Regions from separate parts of the Oryctolagus cuniculus genome. Here region 1 is linked to region 2. The links are chromatin contacts, called in public Hi-C maps. All regions are on one chromosome and are shown on one strand. Each heading gives the region's core, a stretch centred on a gene start, on an enhancer-like site or on the middle of the called end of the contact. The rest is flanking DNA. Distances are from core to core; before and after follow the strand shown. Region 1 overlaps LOC100008872 (polycystin-2). Region 2 overlaps LOC103350759 (a long non-coding RNA gene).

Region 1 (5,953 bases), core at 2,511-5,010, 270 kb after region 2:
GCAAGTGTTAAGAATGGGTTTTGCCACCTGAAAGATTTTGGTTTGGCTGCTGCTCCATAGCTTGCTAGCTGTGAAGCCTGGAACAAAGGCTTCTGACCCAGGGATCCTGCCTCCGAAAAACTCATCCTTTGCATGGTCACTGAACTTGGCACAGAGTCACCAAGTGTGCGCTTAACAAATGCTAACCCTGAGTTCTGTTCTAGGACTAAAGGTGAGGGAGGAATGGTGTTGCATAAATCCACAACCACGATCAACTCTTCTTTCCCTTGAGAAAAAGCAACCCACATGGTCACAGAGAGAAGGCCACACTCTACCCTCTGGTGGGTCTTTCATTTGTCTGGACTTCTTTTTTTGTTATTGTTTCTGAATACTGTTTCTATATTAACTTTGACAAAATAAGAAAATGTGATTATTTATCTTTCTGGCTCTGGCTTTTTTCACTTAGCATAAAGATCTCCAGTTCCATTCATTTTGTTGCAATTGTTAGGGTTTCATTTTTTTCTGGATGAGTCATAGTCCATTGTGAACTGGGCTTTGTAAACATGGGCTTGCTCTTGCTACATGATGAACTCCGCAACCTCTGCCTACCCGTTTTGGGTTGGCATTTAGTGTCATGAAACTGTAAATATGAGAAGGCTCTTGTTAGTTTGCATAACTAAATATAGATCTAGTCATTTATCAGCATATTATCCTTATCAGAAGGACAATGAATAGATACAGGCTGATAGCCCTCCTGGGGTGATGAAAACAGCCATACTGTGAAGTGTGGTTTGCCCTCTGTGAAGAGGCTCCTTAGACCTCATTTTATCAGTGTGTGAAATCAACAGCTGTGACCCAGGGTTTAGCAAAAATTTTCAAAAGTATCTCCCTAGAGAAAACAATCATTTCCTTCCCAATTTCCCTTCAATTTTCTTAGATTCTTTTAATATTTTCCTATGATATTACTCATTGCTTATGTCCTGCTACTATGCTGGAATCTGTGGCAACTGGGGAAGGGGCTGAGTTGACTTTTACATTAGCAGGGCTTTGAAAGGACATGATTACCTCGAATCAGGCACCACGCTGGGGCCAGCGACACACACACTCATCAACAAGATGAAACAGAGAATGAAGCAACACAGAGCAATTGCACTGTTCTCCAGGGTCTTATGTCCTATGAGACCTCATTCACTATTTATGAGATTATGAATGACTGAATGAATTATAAACTAGAATGAAGAAGTGGTTGTCAGACTAGAAAAACGCCCACTATTCTTATTCCTTAGCTGTGTGACCATATCAATGTAAGCACCTTGAGTCTCCTCTTCCTCATTTACAAACTGAGGGACAATTATTAGCATTTACCATGGAAGGTGACTATGGAGAGTAAATCAGGTACGAGATAGCATGGTGCAAGTCACATGCATGGTTCCCAGTGAATATTAGTTTACTCTTCTTGGCAGGTAGGAACAGTAACTTCTACCAACTCACTCAACTTACAACATCTCATAGTGCTAAACACATAGCAGGCCCTGCAGGAACACATTCATGCACTGAACTTAGGAAGCTAAATGAACAATTTTCAGTGATAGAGATGTACTTTCAAAGTCATTTGCAAATACCTTCCAGAAGTCTTCCATCGAAGCGAGAGTTTTAAAGTTAGTTTTCTCCGATTTGGAAATGGGAGTGTCCAGGAAGAGCTGGGACATTATCCGGGTGTAGTAGTACACATTGGAACTCATCATGCCGTAGGTCACTGGAACACAGAGGGAGCCCAGTGAACTCTACAAAGAAGCTGCAGACACGTTGTTCACCAGCCAAAAGCCCTCACGAAAGGATGGTTCTGGCTGATGGGCAGTCAGCCACACAAGGTCTTCTCTCACCCTTGCCTTCCCTCTTCAGTCCATCTCATCTCATTAGCTTAGAAAAAAAACATGTTTGTTGGATTATGTGAAACAACACTGACTCACTATTGAGAATCAAATTAAGATCAGGGGCCTTCACTGGACACTGGGCCCTTCCATCAGGCCTGTTCAGTTTCACCTCCCACCTGCCTCCAGGACTGGAGCCCACATCCCAGTTAGCTGAGCTGCACCGGCCCCAAGAAAATCTGGGCTGAGCTCTTCATGCTCGGTCATGCACCTGCTGCCTCCTCTCCCTACAGCTGCTCAGGACACCAGGCCCTGGCTCCCTGCAGATCAGTGCCTCTGCCATTCTGCTCTGCCCCTGAGGCTGGTTTCTGTGGACTGTGCCACCGGGGAGACTGTGCCCCTTGGGAGTCAAAGGGGGAGGGGAGAGAGAGAGAGAGAGAGATGTTGGTTTGTTCCCTCCACTCCTACATTCTACTCCCTCACGATCTGGATGTACCTGCCAGTGCATCCTCTAACCTTGGCCACTGCTTCCGGAAGAATCAGTTTGCCCCAGCTGCACTGGGTTCATGCCATCCCATCCCCTCCCTGAGTCCCTCAGTCCTTTCCCAAGTGACTCACCCCCCTCTTCTGGTTACCTTAACCCTGCTTCACCTATACAAATAGTTCCTTCATTACACTTCCTTTAATTACCACTCGGAATTCATAAGTGACTTGGGCAAGCTCATTATACTTTCTGAGCTTAAATTTCCTTTTCTGTAAGAAGGCCTAATTACCCCATAGGGTTTTTTGGGGTTCTTAAAATAGCTGAAATTTACCCACGAGTGGCTAACACTTGACAAATATCTGTTTTAAGGAAGTCAGATCTCTATACTTATTTTCTCTGTGGTTCTCCCAATGCTTTTGAGGTGGAAATCAGAAATCAGATGCAGCTTCCCCCAGGTTCTAGGATTCATTACTGCGTTTACAATTGCTGCACCCATACCAGGCAGTGGCCCACACTGGCTGTGAGCCACCGTCCCTCCCATGACAGTGATGCCGCTCGTGTTACCCTGACTCCCGGGGTCTTGGACTACTGGGGCCACACTCGGCAGGCCGGCCCCAACTGGGGCTCCTGGCTGTCATTCCTCTGGGCAGTTCTCAGCTGTTTCTTCACCCGGGATGGACATGGGCTACGAGGTCTGCAGTTCTGGGAGCTGGCCTCCAGTCCCCGTGGCCTCCACCAACTGACACCTCTGAGCCTCACAGGGGCATGCTCACCGGGAGTTCTGGACCTTACTTTGTAAATTCCTGTCTCCGCAATAAAAACATTCCCATGGGGATTGTGACTGAACTTGAAAAAACAAGCAATAAAACATCTAATAGTGGGGGATTGCCCTAACACACCTGTTAAAAATCTCAGCACCTTGACAAGTCCTCTCTTATGCTGGACTCTAATGATCACAGGTGTACTATGCTGTAACTCCTACAATTAGCTGATGAGAAAGCTTCAAAGGGAAGGAAGGCATTTTATACTTCTTTTGACAGTAGCCCTGAATTCCCAGGAAGTGACTGACACGGATCTCATTCTGTAAGTTTTTAGGCATCACAAAATGCACATTAAACTTGTATGAAATTATTTTGGCATTGAATGCTCCCTAGTAAAGTTTGACTTCTTACAGCCCTTTCAAGCATCATAGAAAGTCAAGATTATGAAGGGAGAGGGCATCGGGATTCAAACAGGAGGCAGTTCTGCAGTTCTCCTCAAGCAGCCAGTTAAGCGAAGAGTATGCATAATCCACACAACTTGTGCACTGCTCAGCTTCCTCACCTGCCAGCCCATGAGCCACTGTAATCAGGGTAAGTGCTGCCCTCTTCAGGCGCAGCATAGCATGCCAGCTGCTTCTCAAAACCGGACTGAGCCAGGGCTTGGAGTTCTAACATTCCTGGAACAGGTGTCAGACATGCAGATGAGCAAGCTGTCTTCAAGAAGCAGCTCCCAGTGTACCCAGGGAGGGTGTCCCCAGCTCCCTCAAAGGGATGGACGCAGGTACACTGCACCCTGCAAAGGGCATCTGTCCTTCAAGGGGACACAGTTGATATGGAAAAGTAAGTAGAAAGGCCCCCCAAAGCCTACTAAAAATTGAGTTGATTGTTTTCAGTTAACTTGAAATGCTGATGGATTTTAGATTGATCGGTTTGTATTCTGGAGTTTTTACCTGTGGGTTTGTTGTTAAAAACGAAATGTGAGCCATTGTTTAAATTTTTATTTATAAATATGGCATCATTAAATGCAAGTATGAATATATAAGGATTTTAGCCACTGACTTTAAAATCTCTCTCAAAAACCAATACTGAGTTTTACTTTTGAAATTCTCAGGATCAGTATTGGCTTTAATGGCTGTATTTATAGAAAGGGAAGCAACAAAGTTCCTTGGCTATGTGGCACCCTCTGCTGGACAGCCAGAGAAACAATCCCTATTTTTTCCCCCAACATTAACTGGGTCCCTCCCTTGTGCCAGGCCTCAACTGGTCCAGGGTATCCTTGAGTGACAGCTCCACACACTCCAGGAGTTAGCCAAACCATAAGCCTTTGTAGGTGGCAGCTAAATGATCCCTAGATACTGAGTCAAAATGGTTTGGGTCTGAGTTTCAATTGGCTCAGTCCCATTATCTGCTTCTGTGTTTGTGATTGTGGGCCTTGCAGTCTTGGCATCTTGGGCAACTACTAAACTCTTCTGAGCCTGATGCTGTGATCTAGAAAATGAGAATGGTGATATCTACAGTGTTTATGAAGCTCAAGTGGAGAAAGGCACGTGACGATATCTGCACACTCTAAAAGTAATGGAAGCAAGAAACTGCCACATCCTTTCCCCTTTAGTGCCTGGTGGAGAAAGCCCACTTGCAAGGTGGCATCCACTGTCTCTGTATGTGCAAATATTTCTTCTGCTATTTATCTCTTATGGTAACCCCATTTCCATTTTTCTACAAAATAAGGAAGAACAAAGTATGTTAAACCATGGCATCTCTAAACAGCTGGCATCTAAATTAACAAAAGCTGCCTTAAATACAGTCTACCATTTCAAAATAGGTCATAGATATTATTTTATTCTTGATACTTCTGAAAAACATAGGTTCAAATATTACAACAAATAACAGGTATGGTAGAAGCATATCTATTTTTTTTTTTTTTTTGACAGAGTGGATAGTGAGAGAGAGAGACAGAGAGAAAGGTCTTCCTTTTGCCGTTGGTTCACCCTCCAATGGCCGCCACGGCTGGCGTGCTGCAGCCAGCGCACCGCGCTGATCCGAAGGCAGGAGCTAGGTGCTTCTCCTGGTCTCCCATGGGGAGAAGCATATCTATTATATAAATGCCAAATGACTAGAATAAAAAAGCAAAGAAAAATTGTATAATTTACCAAAAGGAAAAAGGAAAACATAAAAAAGAGAGAAAAAAATAAAAGTGACAGAGATTTGACAGAAGCATGAAATGTGAAGGGATTAAATTTATTAGATTAGGAGTTTTAAATTACGGATTAAAAAGTTTTAAAAAAATGCACCTCTAGAATTTTTTTTTTTTTTTTGGACAGGCAGAGTTAATGAGAGAGAGAGACAGAGAGAAAGGTCTTCTTTCCATTGGTTCATTCCCCAAATGGCTGCCACGGCCAGTGCCCTGCACTGATCTGAAGCCAGGAGCCAGGTGCTTCCTCCTGGTCTCCCATGTGGGTGCAGGGCCCAAGCTCCTGGGCCATCCTCCACTGCCTTCCTGGGCCATAGCAGAGAGCTGGCCTGGAAGAGGAGCAACCGGGACAGAACCAGCACCCCAACCGGGACTAGAACCTGCAGTACCAGCACCGCAGGTGGAGGTTTAGCTTATTGAGCCACGGCACTAGCCTGCCTCTAGAATTTTTAAAAGAAACCCATTCAAAATAAAGGGATGAGAAAATATATCAGGAACAAATATCTTTTTAAAAATGTAAAGTGACTGAAGTCACTGTGCACTTCTCCCCATGTAGGACCTCCATCCTTAATGAGTTGTACTATGAGAATTAACTGCAAAACTTGTTCCTAAACTGTACTTTATATGTTGTGTGTGTGCATGAGTGCAAACTGTTGAAATTTGTACA
Region 2 (5,648 bases), core at 1,974-4,473:
TCCCCCTGGATGCTACAGCCAGTGTTGCACCGATCCGAAGCCAGGAGCTTCTTCCTGGTCTCCAATGTGGGTGCAGGGGCCCAAGCACTTGGGCCATCCTCCACTGCCTTCCTGGGCCACAGCAGAGAGCTGACCTGGAAGAGGATTAGACCCTGGTGCCTATATGGGATGCTGGCGCCGCAGGCGGAGAATTAACCAAGTGAACCATGGCGCCGGCCCCACATATGAATACTTTTATACTAAAGAATGTTTACCTACTTGCTATTTCTATACTTACATTATTCAATAGACTTTGGTCTAGTACAATGAGAACAATTTTGTCAAAATTTCAATTGATTTAGGCTTGTGATATAAAGTTGAAATCTTACAAGTTTGGAGAAGACAATGGGATATTTAAAATAACTACCTTTGACCATATTAATTTCAATTTGTTTTGTGACTTATTTTGTTGTTTGAGCACTTGGGAATATTTAGTTTTTAAATTACAAAATGTGACTGTTGGGGTTGGCACTGTGGTATAGCAGGTAAAGCCACTGCCTGCAGTGCCATCATTCCATATGGGCACTGGTTTGAATCCCAGCTGCTCCATTTCTGATCCAGCTCCCTGCTAATGCACCTGGGGAAGCAGCAGAAGATGGCCCAAGTGCTTGGGCCCCTGTACCCATGTAGGAGACCAAGATGAAGCTTCTGGCTCCTGGCTTTGGCCTGGCACAGGCCATTTGTGGAATGAACAAGCAGACTTCCCTCTGCCTCTGCCTATCCCTTCCTGTGACTCTGCCTCTGCCTATCCCTTCCCTCTGCACCCCAAATAAAAAATACCTTTAAAAAAAAAAAAAAAACAGAGAGACGGAATTGAGAGATTCAGCGGCATGATTACGAGATACAGATTGACCATTTGTGTTGCATCCTAGCTGTCTTACAAAAGAAGAGTAGGAAACAGCTTCTAAGTCTCAGGATATGGTGGCCTTGCTTTCCGGGCTCAGATGTTTAGACTTTTTAGTAATGAGAAGAATGAATGGTTTTTCAATAGGTGATGATAGGAAGAAAGAGTTTGGTAGTTCTAGAAATAAGATTATGCTGGCAAGGGCCAATGTTGTGGCCCTTGTAGGTGGGTAAAGCCGCTACCTGCGACACCAGCATCCCATTTGGGCTCCTGTTCATGTCCCAGCTGTCCACTTCCAATCCAGCTCCCTGCTAATGAATGGCCTGGGAAAAGCAGTGGAAGATGGCCCAAGTCCTTGGGCCCCTGCCACCCATGTCAGAGACTTGGATAAAGGCCCTGGCTCCTGGCTTTGGCCTGGACCAGCCCGGGACTTTGCAGTCATCTTGGGAGTGAACCAGTGGATGGAAGTTCTCCCTCTCCCTCTCTGTAACTCTTTCAAATAAAATAAATCTTTCTTAAATTTATTTATTTGAAAGAGTTACACACAGAGAGAGAGAGAGAAAGAGTGAGAGAGAGAGAGGTCTTTCATCTGCTGTTTCACTCCCAATTGGCCGCAAGGGCTGGAGCTGCGCCAATTCGAAGCCAGGAGCCAAAAGCTTCTGCCAGGTCTCCCATACAGGTGCAGGGTCCCAAGGACTTGGGCCATCTTCTACTGCTTTCTCAGGCCATAGCAGAGAGCTGGATCAGAAGTGGAGCAGCTGGGACTTGAACCAGTGCCCATATGAGATGCCGTCACTGCAGGCAGTGGCTTTACCCTCTATACCATAATGCTGGCCCCAAAATAAATAAATCTTAAAAAAAAAAAAAAAAAAAAAAAACTATCCTGGGACAAGGTGTAAGACAGTTCAAGTTGGAGGAGAGAGGGAATGCCATTGGCAGAAAATATAGAAAATGGTCAGATATGTAATGATAAAGGACTAAGAAATGTATGATCAGAGGTTACGAAGAAACAGAATCCCTACACATTACAAAGGAAGAATTGATGGAATTGATAGACTGATAAGAGTATTTTTATGAAAGTGCAAGAGGGCAAGTTTTTAGAATGAAGTATGCCTCCATGAGTCATTCATATTTTTAGTTTTTCTTTTCAACACCAAGTAGGTTGAAATAATTCTATCTGTAGAAAAGTAGTGCAGGGGCTGGTGCCGTGGTGCACTAGGTTAATCCTCCGCCTGCGGCACCGGCATCCCATGTGGGCGCCGGTTTTAGTCCCAGTTGCTTCTCTTCCAGTCTAGCTCTCTGCTGTGGCCTGGCATAGCAGTGGAGGATGGCCCAAGTACTTGGGCCCCTGCACCCGCATGGGAAACCAGGAGGAAGCTCCTGGCTCATGGCTTTGGATTGGCGTAGCTCGGGCCGTTGTGGCCATTTGGAGAGTGAACCAATGGAAGGAATATCTTTCTCTCTGTCTCTCTCTCTCTAACTCTACCTGTCAAATAAATTAAAAATAAATAAATAAATAAATAAAAGTAGTGCAAAAGTTCAGATTCCTTGGGGTCAGCACTGTGCCATTGAGGTTAAAGCCACCACCAATTCACGTCCCGGCTGCTCCACTTCCAGTCTAGCTCTCTGCTATGGCCTGGGAAAGCAGTGGAAGATGGCTCAAGTCCTTGGACCCCTGCATCCCTGTGGGAGACCCGAAGAAGCTCCTGGCTTTAGATCAGTCCAGCTCCAGTTGTTGTGACCATTTGGGAAGTGAACCAGCAGATGGGTGACCTCTCTCTCTCTGCCACTCTGTAACTCTGCCTTTCAAATAAATAAATAAATCTTTTTAAAACAAAAAAAGGAAAGGAAAGAAAAATAAAGTTCGGATCCCTACTTTTTTTGGGAGAGAAAAGATCTTTTGCAAGTCAAAACATAACAGGAATGCATACCCTCCAGGTTTCGTGCTTATGTGCTTTTATGATTAGAATCTTGCTTTTACCAAATGAACCTGTAGAAAGAGTCAAGAGGGGTGATGTGCTGCTGCCGAAGCGATGTGTTGCAACCTGCTAGAGTCTCTGGAAGACCTTCCAGTTGTTACCTAAAGAGAAGGCCCAGGACAAACATGTTTGCCCATTGTACTTCAGAGAAGAGGCTGTCAAGGTCTCTGCCAGGGGACACTGAAGGAAACAGAACTGTAGGAATTCTTTGGACATTTCCTAATGCGTCCCTGTGGGTCGATGTGCTTCAGGAAAAGACCGACAACTCCTGGCCAAGAAGGAAGCAGCTTTAAGGAAGCAATGCCAAGACTACGGACTTGCTATGGTCTTCACTAACTGGGTAACATTGTTCCAGCCAGCCGGATCTTCCTGTTTTAAGGGATATGCAAACATGTTTTGTATTTCACTGGCAGATACTGGAGCAGCTTAGGACCTTGGATTCATGTCTATTTCTATCGAGAACCCACCTACTGCAAATATGAAAGTCAAGTACTACTATTGAAACAAATATTTTTGTTTTTAAATAGCTGTGTATTTATTTTACTTATTTGAAAGGGGAGGGGAGAGAGAAAGATCTCCTGTCTACCAGTTCACCCCTCAAATACTTGCAACAGCCAGAATTGGGCTAGACTGAAGTGAAGATCTAGGAACTAGAACTGAATCCTGGGTCTCTCACCCGGGTGGCAGGGACCCAGGTAGTTGAGACATCATCTGCTACCTCTCAGAGTGCACACTGGCAGGAAGCTAGAATTGGAAGCCGAGCCAGGCCTCAAACCCAGACACTCCAATATGAGATATGGGCATCCTAAGCAGCACGTTAAGCACTATGCCAAACACCTGCCCCTGAAACAATATAAGGGGACTTCAAAAGGGTCATGGAAAATGGAATTAAAAGATTAAAACTTTAGTGGAAAAAAATTTTAAATCCATTCCTGCTCATACTATGGTTGATAAAATCCTTTGGGGGCTGGCGCCATGGCTCACTTGGTTAATCCTCTGCCTGCGGCACCAGCATCCCATATGGGCACCGGGTTGCTCCTCTTCCAGTCCAGCTCACTGCTGTGGCCCGGGAGGGCAGTGGAGGATGGCCTAAGTACTTGGGCCCCTGCACCCACATGGGAGACCAGGAAGAAGCACCTGGCTCCTGGCTTCAGATCGGTGCAGCAGCGCCCATGGTGGCCATTTGGGGGGGGTGAACCAACAGAAGGAAGACCTTTTTCTCTGTCTCTCTCACTGTCTATAACTCTACCTGTCCAAAAAAAAAAAATTCTTTGAACTAGCCAGAATTGTAAATAGCCTGAGGTGGTTTTATTTTTTAAAACTTATTTAAAAGGTAGAATTATAGAGAGGCAGAGTGAGGTCCTCTATCCGCTGGGTCACTCCCCAAATGGCAGCAATGGCCAGAGCTAGGCCGGTCTGAAGTCAGGAGCCTGGAGCTTCTTCCATTCTCCCACGTGGGTATAGGGGCTCAAGCACTTGGGCCATCCTCTGCTGCTTTCTCAGGCACATTAGCAGGGAGCTGGGTCAGAAGAGGAGCTGCTGGAACTTGAACCGGAACCCATATGGGATTGTCAGCACTGCAGGTGGTGGTTTCATCTGCTAAAGACCTCCAAGTATAGGTCATACCCATACCAATTAAATCAGAATCTCTCCCAAGAGACTCTAAATGCTGACAGCTTGAGGACTGGGGCTTCTCAACACTTAACAGTGTATACGAGTCATCTGTGGACCTTGATAAGCATATGCACTGATTCTGAGCATGGGTCTGGAATGGTGCACAAGAGTCTTCATTTATTTTTCTTTTCTTTTCTTTTTTTTTTTTTTTTTTTTGACAGGCAGAGTGGACAGTGAGAGAGAGAGAGAGAGACAGAGAGAAAGGTCTTCCTTTTGCTGTTGGTTCACCCTCCAATGGCCGCCACAGCCGGTGTACTGCTGCCAGCGCATCGCGCTGATCTGAAACCAGGAGCCAGGTGCTTCTCCTGGTCTCCCATGGGGTGCAGGGCCCAAGCACCTGGGCCATCCTCCACTGCACTCCCGGGCCATAGCAGAGAGCTGGTCTGGAAGAGGGGCAACCGGGACAGAATCTGGCACCCTGACCGGGACTAGAACCCAGTGTGCTGGCGCTGCAGGCGGAGGATTAGCCTATTGAGCTGCGGCGCCGGCCAAGAGTCTGCATTTCTATCCAGCTCCCAGGTGAAGCCATGATGGTCTTCCCCAACCCTTTGAGTAGCAAGGGAGGAATTGGATAAGTGGTCTACATCAAACTGTGGTCCCCATCACAATCACCTGGAGAATTTGGGTAAAACACAAAGGCCAGATCTCATCCTACTCTACTTCAAGGAACCTAGGCCTCTGCATTTTTTCCTTCCTTTCTTTCAGATTCCTTTCCTTAGGTAGAGACAGAGAGAAAAATCTTCCATACTCTGGTTCATTCCCCAAATGGCCACAATAGCTGGAGCTGGGATGATCTGAAGCCAGGAGCCTGAAGCTTCTTCCAGGTTTCCTACACAGGTGAGGGGCCCAAGGGCTTGGGCCATCTTCTACTGCTTTCCTAGGCCCTAGCAGGGAACTTGATCGGAAGAGGAGCCGCTGGACTAGAACCAGCGCTCACATGGGATGCAGGCGGAGCAACCTACACAGTGCAAGCCTGGGCCTCTACATTTCTTATGCAGCTTCCTAGGTGATTCTGATGTACATTAAGAGATGAGGACAGCACGGGGCGGGGTGGGAGGGTGTAGGAACTCTCAGCCCTGGGCTATCTAACCACTCTGCCCCTTTGCCTTTTA

What was found. A called contact is a pair of places that touch in the nucleus more often than the background predicts.
Region 1: a Hi-C map of embryonic fibroblasts shows a contact between it and region 2, with 3 times the contacts expected there. The contact joins two enhancer-like sites. A contact is called at or near these places in 3 of 6 Hi-C or Micro-C datasets (ear pinna, embryonic fibroblasts and an unstated tissue).

The regions. Positions count from the first base shown.
Region 1 is chr8:77,676,216-77,682,168 of mOryCun1.1, forward strand. LOC100008872 (polycystin-2) reads right to left here. Exons shown (of 15, transcript XM_002717010.5): 3 at 1,602-1,735. Among named protein-coding and RNA genes, the nearest start is that of SPP1, 53 kb to the right of the region's middle. Within about 2 kb of position 3,761, at least 1 of the 8 cell types and tissues checked has an H3K27ac peak or open chromatin away from gene starts, as enhancers often do.
Region 2 is chr8:77,405,483-77,411,130 of mOryCun1.1, forward strand. The region is part of intron 2 of LOC103350759 (a long non-coding RNA gene); the gene reads right to left. It also overlaps a transcript of LOC100008640 not described here. Among named protein-coding and RNA genes, the nearest start is that of PPM1K, 57 kb to the left of the region's middle. Within about 2 kb of position 3,224, at least 3 of the 8 cell types and tissues checked have an H3K27ac peak or open chromatin away from gene starts, as enhancers often do.